Linked DNA regions of Hordeum vulgare: region 2 is linked to region 1. A link is a contact called in public Hi-C data. All regions are on one chromosome and are shown on one strand. The core of a region is the stretch at or near the end of the contact, and the rest is flanking DNA. Distances in the headings are between cores, read along the strand shown.

Region 1 (7,337 bases), core at 3,404-5,903:
ACGCCACTAATTTATTCTTTTTCAAAAAATAATCATTATTATGATATTGTTTAAAACTTATTTCATCTTTGTTCCACTTTAAGGTTAATATCAATGCCACTATTCATTTGTTCTTAGGTTTTGTTTGCACAAAAATTCCACTTTTATATTCTTATTCTTGCTTATATTTTTAAAGCGTATTTTTATGTATATCTCACGCAAATTTCATCAATGTTTGTTTTAGATTCTTTTTCCCATTTTTTGTTCTTAAATGGTAATATCAATGCCACAAATTCAATCTTCCTTAGGAAATTTAATTCTTTCTGTTGTGGGTAATTTTGCATCATTTTTTATTTCTGTTATCTATTACTATGCATTTTCCGTTTTCCTATTTTTTCCTTTATTAGTTACTTTTTTTTGTTGGTTTTTGTGTGAGTGTAATTATATACAAACGAATACTATATAATATGTGCCAAATTTTCATGACTATATGATTATTTTGGCATATTATGATAAAGTGCAATTTCGTTGCAAAGTTGTGGAGAAGGTTTTTTCTTTCTTCTTGAAGTAAATATATTATTTCAGTTTCTATTTTAAATTATAGTAGAGTGTGAAAAATGTAATATTATGTTTACATATTTCAGAAGGTGCAATTTCACTGCAAATTGTGTGCAATTTTTTTCTCTTTCATTTTCTTTCTTCTTAAAGGGTTTCATTCTTTCTTAGAAAACTTGATTGTTTTCATTATGTTTTAATTTTATTGTTAGGGTAATACCAATGCCACGAATTCATTTTTCCTAGAAAACATCATATATTTTAATATTTTTTAGTTTTTATTTCATTTTTTATTTTATCCTAGTTTTCATCTCGTTTCTTTTGTAAGGGTAATACCGATGTCACTAATCCATTACTTTTTTAGAACACCTTTTTTGCAGAAATCTCACTATAATATACTCACTTTGATTTGGATAAGTAGAGACACCATAGATCAAATACCAATGCCACTAATTCATTATTTCTTTTGGAAACTTCCTTTTTACAAAAAAACCCCACTATTATATGTTTACTCTTGCATATTATAACAAAGCCCAATTCATGTGTTAACTGTGTGCAAATTTTGTCGTTGTTCTATAGTACTTCTGATTTCATTTTCTTTGAGGGTAGCATCAACGCCACTAATTGAGTCTTTCTTAAAAAAACTTGAATATTTATTTTTGTTATACTTTCTATCATTTTGTTTCTTCTAAAAGGGTGGCAACAATGCCACTAATTTATTCTTCCACATAAAGCTTCGTTATTTCCATTTCGTTTTAGTTTAGGTTTAATTTTCTTTCTCGTGAAAAGATAATACCAATGTCACTAATTCATTCTTTCTTACGAACTTCATTATTTTGACTTGATTTTAGTTTTTACTTCATTTTCTTTCTGCTGAAAGGGTAATACCAATTCTACTAATTCATTATTTTAAGAATACTTCATTTTTCCCTTTTTTCTTATTTAAGGGAAATGCCACTGCTACTAATCCATTTATGCTTAGAAAGCATTTTATAAAAAAATCACTATTGTATGCTTATTCTTGCATATTATAAAAATGCGCAATTTCTCTATAAATTGTGTACAAATTTTGTCATTATTTGTCTAATTATTATTTTCATTTTTCTTTTTAATTGCTAATATCATGTGCATTAGTTCTCTTTCTTAGGGAACTTTGCGATGGTATCTTACATTCTTAAGAAGTTGGTCTCAATTCTCTCAACATACAAAGTGTCCACCTCAACGTTCCACTAAGCAATGCATTTAAATCATCTCTCCCACTAAACCATGCAAAATCTGCCACATAAGCGTTCTCAACATGCAAAGTGTCCACAACATCCCACAAAGAAATGCATTTAAGTCTTCCCTCCCACCAGGACATACAAAATCAGGCACATGAGCGAGTGATGCATTTCTTATAAACTACAAATAATTTTTTGCATTAGACTATGCATGTAACGTTGTCACATTATATATTCATGTTAGCGATCCTTCATATTTTTGTTCGAAATAACCTTTTAAACTGTGATTTAAAAATTTATTCTATTTATAGTCACTTTCTTTTATTGATTTTAAAGTTTATACTTTTTTCATTAGATTTAGCAACTACGTATACATGTTTTTAACAAAGTTACCGCATCAACGCGCGGGAAGAGGGTCATCCTCACTACTCATGCCCATTTTTTACTCAAAGAAGAAGACACCCATGTGGACAACTTCAAGGAATTTTAAACTAACATTATGCTACTTATCTTCTAAAACTATTTTGCAACAATAAACTAATCAAGTTGATAAATAACATATATTTGTATTTTCATGTTTATATTGTCAATGGTAATATTCACGTTTCACATAAACAAGTATTATCTAAACATATTATCAAAAATTCCTACAGCAACGCACGGTAAATTGTCTAGTTCTAGAAATATCTACACCATAAACTCAACTATCCTGGGCCTGCCTTGCGATGATGTGAAAAATAACTAGCATGTTTCCAGGAGAGGAAATTGACTATGTGGAGCCCGCATGTTGTTAGTGGGGCAGCAATTCACATGGCATGCCAAGGAAGAAAATTGACTGGCCCAAATTGGGTTTTCAGTTGATTGATTGCTAGTCAGTCCCCTTTTTTTTTAAGAATTGCACAGTGTTGGACTAGAATCGCATGCACATACATTTTAACTGGGATTCTGAATTCTTAATCTTAACTCTCATGGCTAGGCTGCTGAACTTTATTCTGGCCTGTAGCTTGAAGTTGTTGATCTTTTTATCAGTTGACTTACCTAAAGGGAAATCTAGCATGATATTACTATTAGTATTAGTAGAATATTTTAGCCACATAACTCTCGAGAAATGCAAGCGTTTATCAGTAAATATTGTGCACTAAATTCTACTGTCTGGATATAAAGAAGGACGGAGCAAATTAAACTCACAAAACACCCTAGAGACCAAATTAAACTTCTACAAAATGCAATCTAGAAAACGTCTTGCCAAAAAGCCACACTGCTCGTATTCTCTTCCTCTTTACTGGAACCACACTACTCTAACGCTCTGAGACAAGATTCTCATACAGGGAGAAAACAGAGCTCTGAATAAAAGCGATGCAACTTGCGCACCCTGCTCCCCCACTTGCCAAGTTTTTTTTAACCCTGTCCAGCAAGTTGCCAACCCAGAATGCAAGTACCAGGATGCTATGATAGGGGGCAGTGAATTACCGGGATGCACGTCGATGGTCTCATGCTCAATGCCGGCCGGCACAAGGCTGTCGTTGTACCGGTACGGGCCCTTGCCGTTTATCAGCACGCCGTCCGGCATCCCGACCTCCTTCCCTTCATCAAGCATCTTCCTCAGATCCTGCAGCGCGGAATCACATGGTCAAGCAATTAAGCCAATGTGGCACTGTATCTCTCATAAGAAATCAGTGCGGCGCTGTGATTAGCTTGGTGGCCGGAACCGCGTGTTTTACGACGACGCACCGTGTGGTTCCTGTTGTACCAGTCGCCGATGAGGATGGTGATGTCGCCGTCGGGGCGGCCGAAGGGCACGGCGATGACGGCGCGGTTGTTGACGACGATGCCGCCGAAGCCGCCGGCGGCGCGCTGCAGGCCGGTGGAGGGGAAGTAGAAGAAGCTGCCGATCTGGTCCTTGACCTGGAACTCGTACGTCCAGTTCCACCCGGCCGGGATGGGGCAGTTGGTGCCCAGCACGCCGTCCTGCCAGCAGTTCTTCCGGTGCTGGATCCCGTTCCTGCATGCCACCGCGCAACACAATTCTCAGCGGCCTGCCTGCTGCGACTCGAAGGAATCAAATCAATGGCGGCAACACGCGCGCGCGCGAGAGAGAGAGGGGGAATGGGCATGCACCAGGTGATTAGGAGGGGCTCGTCGAGGTCGTTGAGCACGTTGACGACGACGTTCCAGTTGGTGGTGATGTTGACGACGGGGCCCGGGAACTTGCCGTTGATGCCTATCACCTACCGGCGACAAGGAAACAACGGCTCCTTAAAAACGAGACGGAGGGTGGGGAGCAGAGGACAATGCCTGCGCTGCGCGACGAGTGATATGAGAGTAAAATGGCTGCTAGCTTAAGCTTGCCTGCTGCTTGACGCCGAGGGGCGCTGCGGTGACGTAGGAGACGTCCCAGTCGAAGAAGGCGTAGGGGTCGCCGGCCATTGCCGGCACGGCGGCGCACGCCACCAGCGCGAGAAGCCGCCACATTGCGGCGGGTCGAGCCCGGCGGTCTTGGGAAATGAGTAGCTGGGCGGATGAAGCGACAGGAAGAGCAGGTGATTCAGTCAGTGGAGCTGCACTGTGGAGAGCAGAGCAGAGAGCAGAGAGCGGGACGGACTGGGGAGGAAGGAAGGAGGAGGACTGGCTCGACAGCGTGTACGCAGAGGGGGAGCGCGTGCGCGTGGTAGGTCACAGGGTGGCGTGGCGCCGCGGCGGAATGCTGCGGTGGGGGAGCGTATGCGCTTGGAGTGGACTGAGCTGAGCGCGGCGGGGAAATGCCCGTGTTGGAGCGGAGCCTGCTCGACCGGTGGTCGCAGCGGTCGTTGCCTTGGCAGCAAAATTTGCTCGGTCTTGTGTTTCACTGGATGGATCTGATTACCGTTGGATAGTCCAAGCTTGCGATGGTCCACGTATTACGAACAAGTTTGGCCCTAAGCACAACAAAGCATCTGCTTCCAAGTCTCAGCACAGGAAATCGTTGGACTATAAAAACCTTCTTAAACTCTTCGAGCACCCACGTTGTGAAGCGCGCACGGCGCTCCAGCATCTCCACATGCGCAGGCCAGCGAATGGCCAGCAGTGACCGGGGCGCGAACGTGGGATCCCATGCGCGCAGCCGCGGTGATGGCGGTGGTGGCATTGGCTGCGGTCGGTGCGCCCCCCCACCACCCCTCGCGCCATCTTGACCGGCGCCGCAGGGCACGTGCATGCATGGGACCGGCTGCACGACAGCGGCTGGCTCTCCGACGGAATTATAGCATCCACAGCCACACTTAACAAACCCGGCCACTCAAATGATCATGAACCGTATATACATTAACCAATCATAATTAATATCAATTTTGCTAAAACACCATGTGAGATAAGTATTACACATCTAAGTTCTATATCATTGATATCACATAGGGATTTATGTGGGTATTTTTTATATATATTTAATTTAATCATTTAGATGTATAATAATTATGTTACATGTAGACGTGCCCTAGACACATTTATTTTATATTTTATGCTATGGATCCGAATACCTTATATTTTATTTCTTAAATTCATACAAATCATACAAAAGATGACATACATACTAGTCTATAAACTACACTTTGTTGTTGTCGAAAATGTTCACGACGTCCGGGCCGACGTCTGTGGTGTGCTCCACCTCTATAAACTACATATTAGATGGGCGCGTAGGAGGGTTTTGGCCACTCCTCCTTCATAGTCGCGTGCATCTCGTCGACGTCTGTGGTGTGCTCCACCTCCGCCTCTTGCAAACCACGTCGCTTGGCCTTCGTCGTCGATTTCGACCAGAAGGAATCAAGGATCACATGTTGCTCCGCCTGCAGATCCGCGGCCCCTGCGTCCCTCACACCCTCCTCCTCCTCTCTCTCCTCCTTCTTCTCCCCGTCCTCATGCTCCTCCTCCTCCTCCTCCGGATCTAACACATCCGGAGGTAGCCCCGCGGCTATCCAGTCTTCGTGCCTTGCAAGGACCTGATCAAGTAGTTGTAGTCGACGCTCCGACATTAGATAAGTTGTCCGGTGGCATGGGGGCATATCTACTAGAGTAAAGTGAAGGACGACGAGCTTTAAGTAGCAGACGGCGAGCGAAAGTGGCGGCGACAGATGTCGAGGGAACGAGCTTGACAATAGTACGAGGGGTACGGATGAGGGGGCGGAGCCTAGCTATGGCGCATGTGTAACACTCGGATGTAGGAGTCCAGGCCCCATTCGGAAGTGGTAAAGACCCTACGTCTCGAGCCGAGAGACTTAGTGTTTGCTTATTAGGGGTGTGAATACACACGGTGCTTAACCCTTGTCGAAGAGCATCGGGAGAGCTTATATAGAGTTCGTCAGGCCCGCTACGTCCCATTACAAGGGTATTAAATGACTAATAACTATGGAAGTTACTAGTAACAGTAGCTCTAACTATGGTGTTACTAGTAACATTGGTCTTCACTGTGCTTTATGTGAGATGTTAAGTCCCTTGGCCATTGAAGCCCTTTCGTTCACGCTTGCCCTGGTCCGAGTGTTGGTACATGTCCGACTGACTTGAGGATGGTCGAGTGTCCATATGTCGGATGAAACCAGAGTTGCATCGGTTGACTTAGGACTTCAATGATTGTGGGGGGGGGGGGCTAGGTGGACCCTGGATGACAACTCCATGACCCTAACCTTAGTAGGTAACCCCGTCAGTAGCCCCCGAATCAGTTGAAGTTTAACTGGTCGCGTGACAGACACTTCGCGGTGTCTCTGGCGTCTCGGGGACACCTAGAAAGCAGCTCCGGATTGTTTCACTCGGATCCAAAATAAACCACCAAGAATTCAGGATTGGAAGATTTCGAATGGTCGGATTGACCCGGAGGTCCTCATTCGGTAACATTTGACCATCTCTAGAAGAGAGACATCAACGACTCGGGTGTATGTGGGCCAAGGGCTCCGAGTGATCAAGCGAGAGTTAGGACTAACCCCACTTGCGTCCGAATGGAACTTTCTTGATCACATATGCGCATATCCGAGTGATTCGAGTCCTTCGGATAGACAGAGTGTTCGGCGGCAGAATCACCTTGTTTTTGAAAGGTGGACGCGGGATCCAATCGGATCGAAATGTCGCGGGGTTTTCGCGGATTTGAAATTGTGGGCGTGATGACCCACAAGTGTAGGGGATCTATCGTAGTCCTTTCGACAAGTAAGAGTGTCGAACCCAACGAGGAGCAGAAGGAAATGAAAAGCGTTTTTTTGTAAGGTATTCTCTGCAAGCACTGGAATTATCGGTGACAAATAGTTTGGTGATAAGGTAATTTGTAACGAGTAACAAGTAACAATTGTAACTAAGTTGCAACAAGGTGGTCCAATCCTTTTTGTAGCAAAGGACAGGCCTGAACACACTCTTATATAAAGAAAAGCGCTCCCGAGGACACATGAGAATTTATGTCAAGCTAGTTTTCATCATGCTCATGTGATTTGCGTTCGTTACTTTGATAATTTGATATGTGGGTGGACCGGTGCTTGGGTGCTGTCCTTACTTGGACAAACCTCCCACTTATGATTAACCTCTCTCGCAAGCATCTGCAACTACGAAATAGGAATTAAGATAAATCTAACC
Region 2 (7,337 bases), core at 2,318-4,817, 160 kb before region 1:
ATCTTGTTGTCTACAGTGGCGAACCGTGACAAAAAAGTAAGGAGGGTCCAAATGCTAAGCCCAAAGTGCTAGCACGTGCCAAACAAAGAAACTACCTTAGATGAGCCACAATTTACTGATTTTATTGAGTCAAATACTCATGTTTTTGGGTGGTTAGATGGGTCACTATTTACAGATTTTATTGAGTCAAATACTCTTGTTTTTGGGTCGGAAGACCGGGCCATGGCCCAGTATGGTCCCCAAGAGGATCCGCCTCTGGTTGTCTGTATGGTGTTATGAGATGGTTGGTGTGAATATGTGCATTGTTGTGGTTTGATGATAACAGATCCGATCACCTTAGTTATATTTTCATTATTTTTTTGCCTATGAATAGCGTTGGTCTTACATGACTTTGCTAGTTGTCGGCGTGATATTTTTATGTGTGCGTTGTATTGGCTGTGTGTGTCAGCTATATATAGGATTAATGTGTGTTTTTTATGTTTGTATCCTCTTTGATCTTTCATTTGAGTCTGAAGATCTCTAGCAGCACTACTCACAAGTCCCAACGGCAGGTCGGCAGAGGTCCTGTTTGGTTTCAAATAAGTCACCAACTTATAAGTTGAAAAGTGCAAAAAGTGACTTATTTTGCCAAACAGACCTAACTTATAAGTCATCCCAACTTATAAGTCATAAGTTGCTCCACCCCAACTTAAAACTTATAAGTCATCTACTTTTACATGAAAAAATGACTTATAAGTCAGATGACAACCAAACGGGGCATGACTTATAAGTCACTGGTTTTAAATCACCTGACTTATTGAAACCAAACAGGGCCTAAAGCAGCAAGCTTCAGGCGATCGAGGGAATAACTAAGGAGCACGCGGCCGCGGCCACCGCGCTGTAACCCGCCAAGGAAGCACGACAGGAATCAGGAACCCGGCTCCTTTATCATTGCATTGCAAGGTCAAAAAGGAGAGCGCCCGAGCACACGGACAGCATCAGAGCACGCGCCAGCTCCTCTGCCATGGACTAAAGCCGAAGCAACGAACATCCGAGCCCCACTCCGAAGAAGCAACAGAAAGGAGGAGGAGGTGGTCACTGCTCACCAGCCTAGGTGACAAGCTGGAGTTTGGTCCGGGCATTTGTATTGACTGTCCGGACGTTATCAATGGCCCGCGTAGCTGCATCAGCACGAAACGTTTTCATCAATGGAAAAGGGGGAAGAAGAGATCCTCTGGAGAGCCCTGATGAATGCCAACAGCTGGACGGTGGAGGGAGTTGACAATCTTCCTCGTGAGCGAACGAACGGAAAGATGCCCGGCCTCAAGGCAGAAAGTGTGTGTAAACTGCCCGGATCAATCTTGGGTCTAAGCACACACATCCATCAACCATGTACCCAACAGAAGCACAGTAAACAGCAGTTGCAAAAGCACCACGCACTGCTGTCCTGAATCAAGATGCCGACATCTCAACTGGCCGGAGTTAATGGAAATCTGAACATTTCACACGAGACAGAACGCAATATTACGAGCCTGTAGATTTACACAGACAAAATTCATAAATAATTACTGTATATAATATCAGCAAAACGAATCCAACTATCAACAGATAAATTACCCAAAATTAGGAAAGCGGTAGTAGCAGTGACTCTTTGACAATGTTAGAACACACCTCTCTGAACTTTTGTACAACGCTACAAATCAAGAACACCCCCTTTTACACAAGCCCAAACTAAATCAAAAAGATAAATAGCTTTCTTTCTACTCTTATTATCAAGTAGCAACTTCGATTCCAAGGGGTTTATCTCAATAGCATACTGATCTTTGATCGCCTTTACACAACCTCCTTTCGTTTCCCAAATGTACAGTTTATTTTTCACTATATTGTTTCATATCATTTGAATCTATAATTCCTCCATCCATCTCCAGTCTAGGACTCTAGGTACACCCTGCATTGGATCACCGTGCCGCCGAGCCGGAAGCCCGGCACCACCGTGAACCCGACCTTCGGGCGCACCGTCCTCCCGACCTCTTTGCTTGCTGAGAATGCCTTAGGCCGCACAATGCTCTCCATGTACACCGATGAGTACTCTGTGCCCCGGCTAACCTGGAATATGCCGACTGCAGGGTCATACGCCCAGGCCAATCTGTGAAGTGTCCATATCGAGCTTGCCATCGTGATGAACAACTCGTAGAGTGGACCGGCTGCAGCCATCACCGGCAACGCCCTGCAGTCTGAATTTCCAAACAATGAGGATTCAATGCCTGGATGGATGAGCTGCTTGTACTTCCGATCGCAGAATTGCGAGAATTCGCAGTCTGGGCTTGAACTCATGAGCTCCATGGGGTCTGCATCAGAGTGCTCGATGAATTGCTGCAACGATTCATTCCTGCGAACTGCAAGCTCCATTCCTTCCAGGGCAGCAGCATCGCTTGTGCCACCGAACTGGTAGGAGTCAAAGCCGTCGAACATGGATAGGCAGACACGGGAGAGGAGAGCGTAGCGGCAGTGGCCATGCTTGGAGTAGGCAATACCCGGGTAGGCAGCTGCCGCCGCGTCGGCCAGGTCCCATCCTGCGCACCGGAGGAGCTCGGCGAGGGCACGGGTGAAGCGGTGGGCGACGCGGAGAGCGTCGCGCAGGACGGAATCGAAGACGCTGGCGGACAGCATGGCGCCCAAGGCGTCGCCGCCACCCGCGCCCGGCTGTGGCGCGAGGGCGCGGTCGAGGCGCCCGGCAAGGCGCGCGTTGCCGTCCGCCAACGCCGCGAGCTCCCAGCGAAGAGAGGCGGCCGCGGCGTCCTTGGCATCGAGCGCGGCCTGGATGCGGTTCACCACGGCGTCGAACGACCGCAGCAGCGCCTGGTTCTCCCGCACCTGGTCCTCGAGGTGGGCCGTGAGGGAGCCGTCTTCCGCTGCGCCCGACGCGAGCCGCTTTAGCTCCGACAGCCGCCGGAGGTGCGAGACCGCGAGGGCGTCCGCGGCGGCGGCCGCCTCCGGCAGGAACGGCGTGTGCGCCGCCTGCAGGTGCAGGTACGCCGCCTGAAACGAAGACGTCGTCGCGAGTGCCGCCGCCACGGCAGCCTCCTCTCCGGACGCCGACCCGTTCCCCCCATCCCCGCCGAAGGGGCTACTAGGGTTCTGCGGGTCGGGCTTCAGTACGAGCACCCGCTGGCCAGCGAGGATCCCGCCCTCCCCCGCCGCGGCATACTCGTCCTCGTCCTCCTCGGCGAAGAACTCGATGGTCTTGGTCTTGAACGCGAGCGCGAACTTCTGGAGCATGGCTGCGCGATTCGCGGGCGCGCCGACCCCCGGACGTCTCCGCCGCCGGCGAGAGCGGTTGTTCACCGGTGCGAATTGCGGATTTGCGAGGCGGGGATTCGAGGCAGAGCACGCGGAGCGCGGTGAGAAGAGGAGAGGGGGCGGCGGTGGGGGCGGTGGAGAATGGAGCGGAGTTGGGGAGGAGGTGGGGGATCTGGGAGAGGAAAAGCGGCAAGCTTGTCTCCGTCGAGAGGAAAGACTTGGAATTTCTTGGCTCGGCTCAGGGACGGAGGGTGGTTGTTTGTTACAGAAGATGGTGTTTGTTACAGAAGATGCTTCTACGCTCGTGATTTTGTACTACTTGACTTTAAAAAAAACACGAGAAGAATAGTTATAGTTTGCTCATGGTACCTTGATGATTTTGTAAAAACTCGTTGACTGCTAAGTTCGTGATATTTCCTAGGGCCCTGTAGAAAATAAACCGTTCCATGTGACATTTGTCTTCTCGACATGTTTTGTTGGACAGTGTTTAAACATGTTTTTTTGAAATACGACAAAACATTTTTACACTTGTTTTTGTGTGCGATTTAGGCTTCTTCTTTTTTAATACAGTATAGACCGCATACATACATACATTCGTCTTTATGAACAGGCACATGCACGTCCTATTCTTATGAACATATTCTCTCCGTTCTAAAATAAGTGTCTCAACTTTGTACTAGCTCTAGTACAAAGTAGTACTAAGCTCGAGACACTTATTTTGAGACGGATGGAGTATTTAAAGGATGAAGCTAACACATCATCATAAGTATTCTCCTTTTCCTTGCATTGTGCTTTCTAGGTCTTTTTCAATAAAAGAAGGGTCAGTTCATCACCATAACACAAAGTACCATAAGAATTTGACAACTACCATGCTTAAGAATCAAGAGAGTGATCCAAGCGACTATAACATCGTCGGCTCAACATCCTCAAAAGGAGCTACTCACATAAAAGCACTATCCATTGCCATCAGAACTAGATCAACAACTAAACATGTCCAAACTTTCTTTTCCACAACCCCATCATAAAAGAAGCTATAGAAGCAAACTCAACAAACTAGCATAATGAGGCGCATAACCACAATGACTGTTAGGGCATATTTCTCCTAAATGGTTTTAGTGATTGATGACAATTGTTGTGCGGACTAATCTTGTGTCTTGAGCATTTCAGACTATTCTCTTCTAGGCACAAGATGACTCGACGCCCCTCGGAGGTTCTCGAAGACGGACTTTCTTCTACGTTTCTCTTCTTAGTCTTGAGTCGTAGGAAAGTCTTCTTATTAAGAGGGGGTCCGCGTCGGAAAGGTTTGGGTGGAATCTTCACGCACACTCTTCATGCACCCTCCTATATTTTGGCCACAATGGAGCCCCAATGTGTGTTTTCTATGTCTATGCGAAAAGGGTAAGCGGTAGTACCGTTGTAACAGCGGTAGTACCGCTGGCACAGCGGTAGTACCGCTCTGAGAGCGGTAGTAAATTTTTACTACCGCTCCAGGAGCGGTACTACCGCCCCAGGTGCGGTAGTAATTTTTTACTACCGCTCCAAGTGCGGTACTACCGCCCTCAGTGCGGTAGTATTATTTTACTACCGCTCTGACGGGCTTTTTCGCATACTTTTCCCCACGGAGGTGTTGGCACGGTAGTATCCCGGTACTACCGTGGTTGGTGAGAAGCTGAGCGGTAGTACAGCTCCAGGAGCGGTAGTACCGCTTGTATTTTTATGTGGTAGGTGGGTAACGGGTGGATCTGCCCACCCCCTAATATATAAAGGTATCTTCTTCTTCCTAGAGTTCACCTTTAACCCCTCTAAGCTCCATTGTTGCTCCACAAGCTCATTTTAGCCCGATCTCTCTCCCTAGCCGATCAACCTTGTTGGTTTTCTAGGGATTGCTTCACAAGGCCTTGATCTACACTTCCACCGAAGGATATTTGATTCCCCTACTAATCCCTTGCGGATCTTGTTACTCTTGGATGGTTGAGCACCCTAGACGGTTGAGGTCACCTCGGAGCCACATTCCATTGTGGTGAAGCTCCGTGGTCTTGTTGGGAGCCTCCAAGCATTGTGTGGAGATTGCCCCAACTTTGTTTGTAAAGGTTTGATCGCCGCCTTCAAGGGCACCTATAGTGGAATCACGGCACCTGGCATTGTGCGAGGGCGTGAGGAGAATACGGTGGCCCTAGTGGCTTATTGGGGAGCATTGTGCCTCCACACCGCTCCAACGGAGACGTACTTCCTGTCAAAGGGAAGGAACTTCGGTAACACATCCTCGTCTTCATCGGTTCCACTTGTGGTTATCTCTTACCTTTACTTTGTATTTGTTGTTGTTGTAGAGTATCTCTTATTTGCTTCGTTACTCTTTGTAAGTAGCATCATATAGGTTGCTCACCTAGTGTCATTTTAGAGAACCTTTATGTTGCTAATCCTAATTTGTTAAGAAAAGCTAAAAATTGGTAGTTGCCTATTCACCCCCCCTCTAGTCAACCATATCGATCCTTTCAATTGGTATCAGAGCCATGTCTCTTTATTAAGGGTTTCACCACCCGAAGAGTATGGAAGATGAAGAGGGAGTTCCCCATGGGCAACCCGAGGCCATGGCCTTGACTTCGGTCACAAGGGACGACTTGAATACGGCTATGGCCGCCGTCAAGACGTCCTTGACGAACGAAGTCAAAACCATGCTTAAAGAGTTAATTGAGGGAATTAAAAGTTCACCCGAACCGACGTTGGTGGTTAAACCCGCCAACATAGATTCGGAGGCCAATTCCTCTCAGGAAACGGCTAAAGGTATGCGACCTTCTTCCCCTCTTGAAAAAGATGGGAATGGAACCTATGCCTCAGTTCCACCTCCCATGGTCTATGGAGGACCTGTTCCCACACCGTGTCTTAACCCTGTTGGTCCTCCTCCTAAGGTTGTTAAGGGTGATTTTGCTAACTGTGTGTTTTCTATTAAGTCTCATTTGAATCACAGCTCAACAAATTTATGAAGAATCGTCGAGCAAGGCTACTATCCTCATGACCCAAGCAACCTCACTCCAAGAGAAGAAGCAGACAATCGATATAATCACTCCGCATTGTTTATTCTACAGTCTGCAGTACCTCCTGAAGATCTTCCTCACTTGCGCCCCTTCACTCTGGCTAAGGACTGTTGGGAGCACATTATGGTGATGTACAAGGTAAGCTCAAGCATTCAATGGTCCAACTATGAAGTGGTACTTGATAAGGCTGATGAGTTTGTGATGAAGGAAGATGAGGACCCTCGTGATCTCTATCGAAGGGTGACTGCTATTGCTGTTGCTCTCAAGGATCATGGGAGCAAGGATGTGGGTGACACATGGATCAAGCGCAAGTTTCTCAAGGCCATCATGCCTTTCAACAAAGCCATGTCATCAGTCATTCGCCAACGACCAGATTTCCACTCCTTGTCTTCCCGTGAGGTGTTGGATGAATTAATTGCAATGTCAATCATGAACGAGACCGTTGACAATGCACTTGCTCGCGTTCGGTCAAATACAGCTTCACCCAACCTTGCTTTAAAGGAAAAGGCTGCTTCTAAAGAAGAAGAAGAGGATGAGGAAGAGGAGAGCTGCCCCGAAGACACTAAGTATGCTTATCACGAGCACATGGCTCTTGCGTCAAGGCAATTCTGGGGCAACAAGAGGAACTCAAGACCTAACTTCACCAAGAACAACTCAAGTGGGTTCAAATCCAAGCAACGAGTGATGATGTGCTATAACTGCGGTAATGTGAGTCACTTCGTGGCAGAATGTCCCTATGAGAAGAGGGAAGACAACGGGGGCAAGCTCAATCGCAAAGACAAAACCAAGTCATTCCCAAACAAGAACAACTTTATCAAGAAACCCCACCCAAAGGGTACGGTGGCGCTTGAAGAGTACCCCTCCGATGATGATGACGATGACGATATGGTGGCAATTGTGACTCTCGCCATTGCCACTCCTTCTCCCAAGAATGTGTCTCTCTTCAACGCCCCCAACGATAACCACATCGCCAAGTGCCTCATGGCCAAAGATATCGATCAGGTAACATCCAACATTAAGACCAAC

The links. Hi-C and Micro-C count contacts between places; a contact is called where the count stands out from the background.
Region 2: a Hi-C map of leaf shows a contact between it and region 1, with 4 times the contacts expected there. The contact joins the promoter of LOC123433975 here to the promoter of LOC123433959 in region 1. A contact is called at or near these places in 4 of 6 Hi-C or Micro-C datasets (leaf and seedling) and 1 of 1 datasets of contacts at active chromatin or transcription factors (embryo).

Annotation. Positions count from the first base shown.
Region 1 is chr1H:325,391,067-325,398,403 of MorexV3_pseudomolecules_assembly, reverse strand. It overlaps LOC123433959 (monocopper oxidase-like protein SKU5), which reads right to left and starts at 4,653. Exons shown (of 6, transcript XM_045115485.1): 1 at 4,104-4,653; 2 at 3,873-3,982; 3 at 3,486-3,756; 4 at 3,225-3,363. The coding sequence starts at 4,226.
Region 2 is chr1H:325,553,084-325,560,420 of MorexV3_pseudomolecules_assembly, reverse strand. LOC123433975 (protein GRAVITROPIC IN THE LIGHT 1) reads right to left here and starts at 3,567. Exons shown (of 1, transcript XM_045115486.1): 1 at 1,534-3,567. The coding sequence starts at 3,258. The coding sequence ends at 1,909.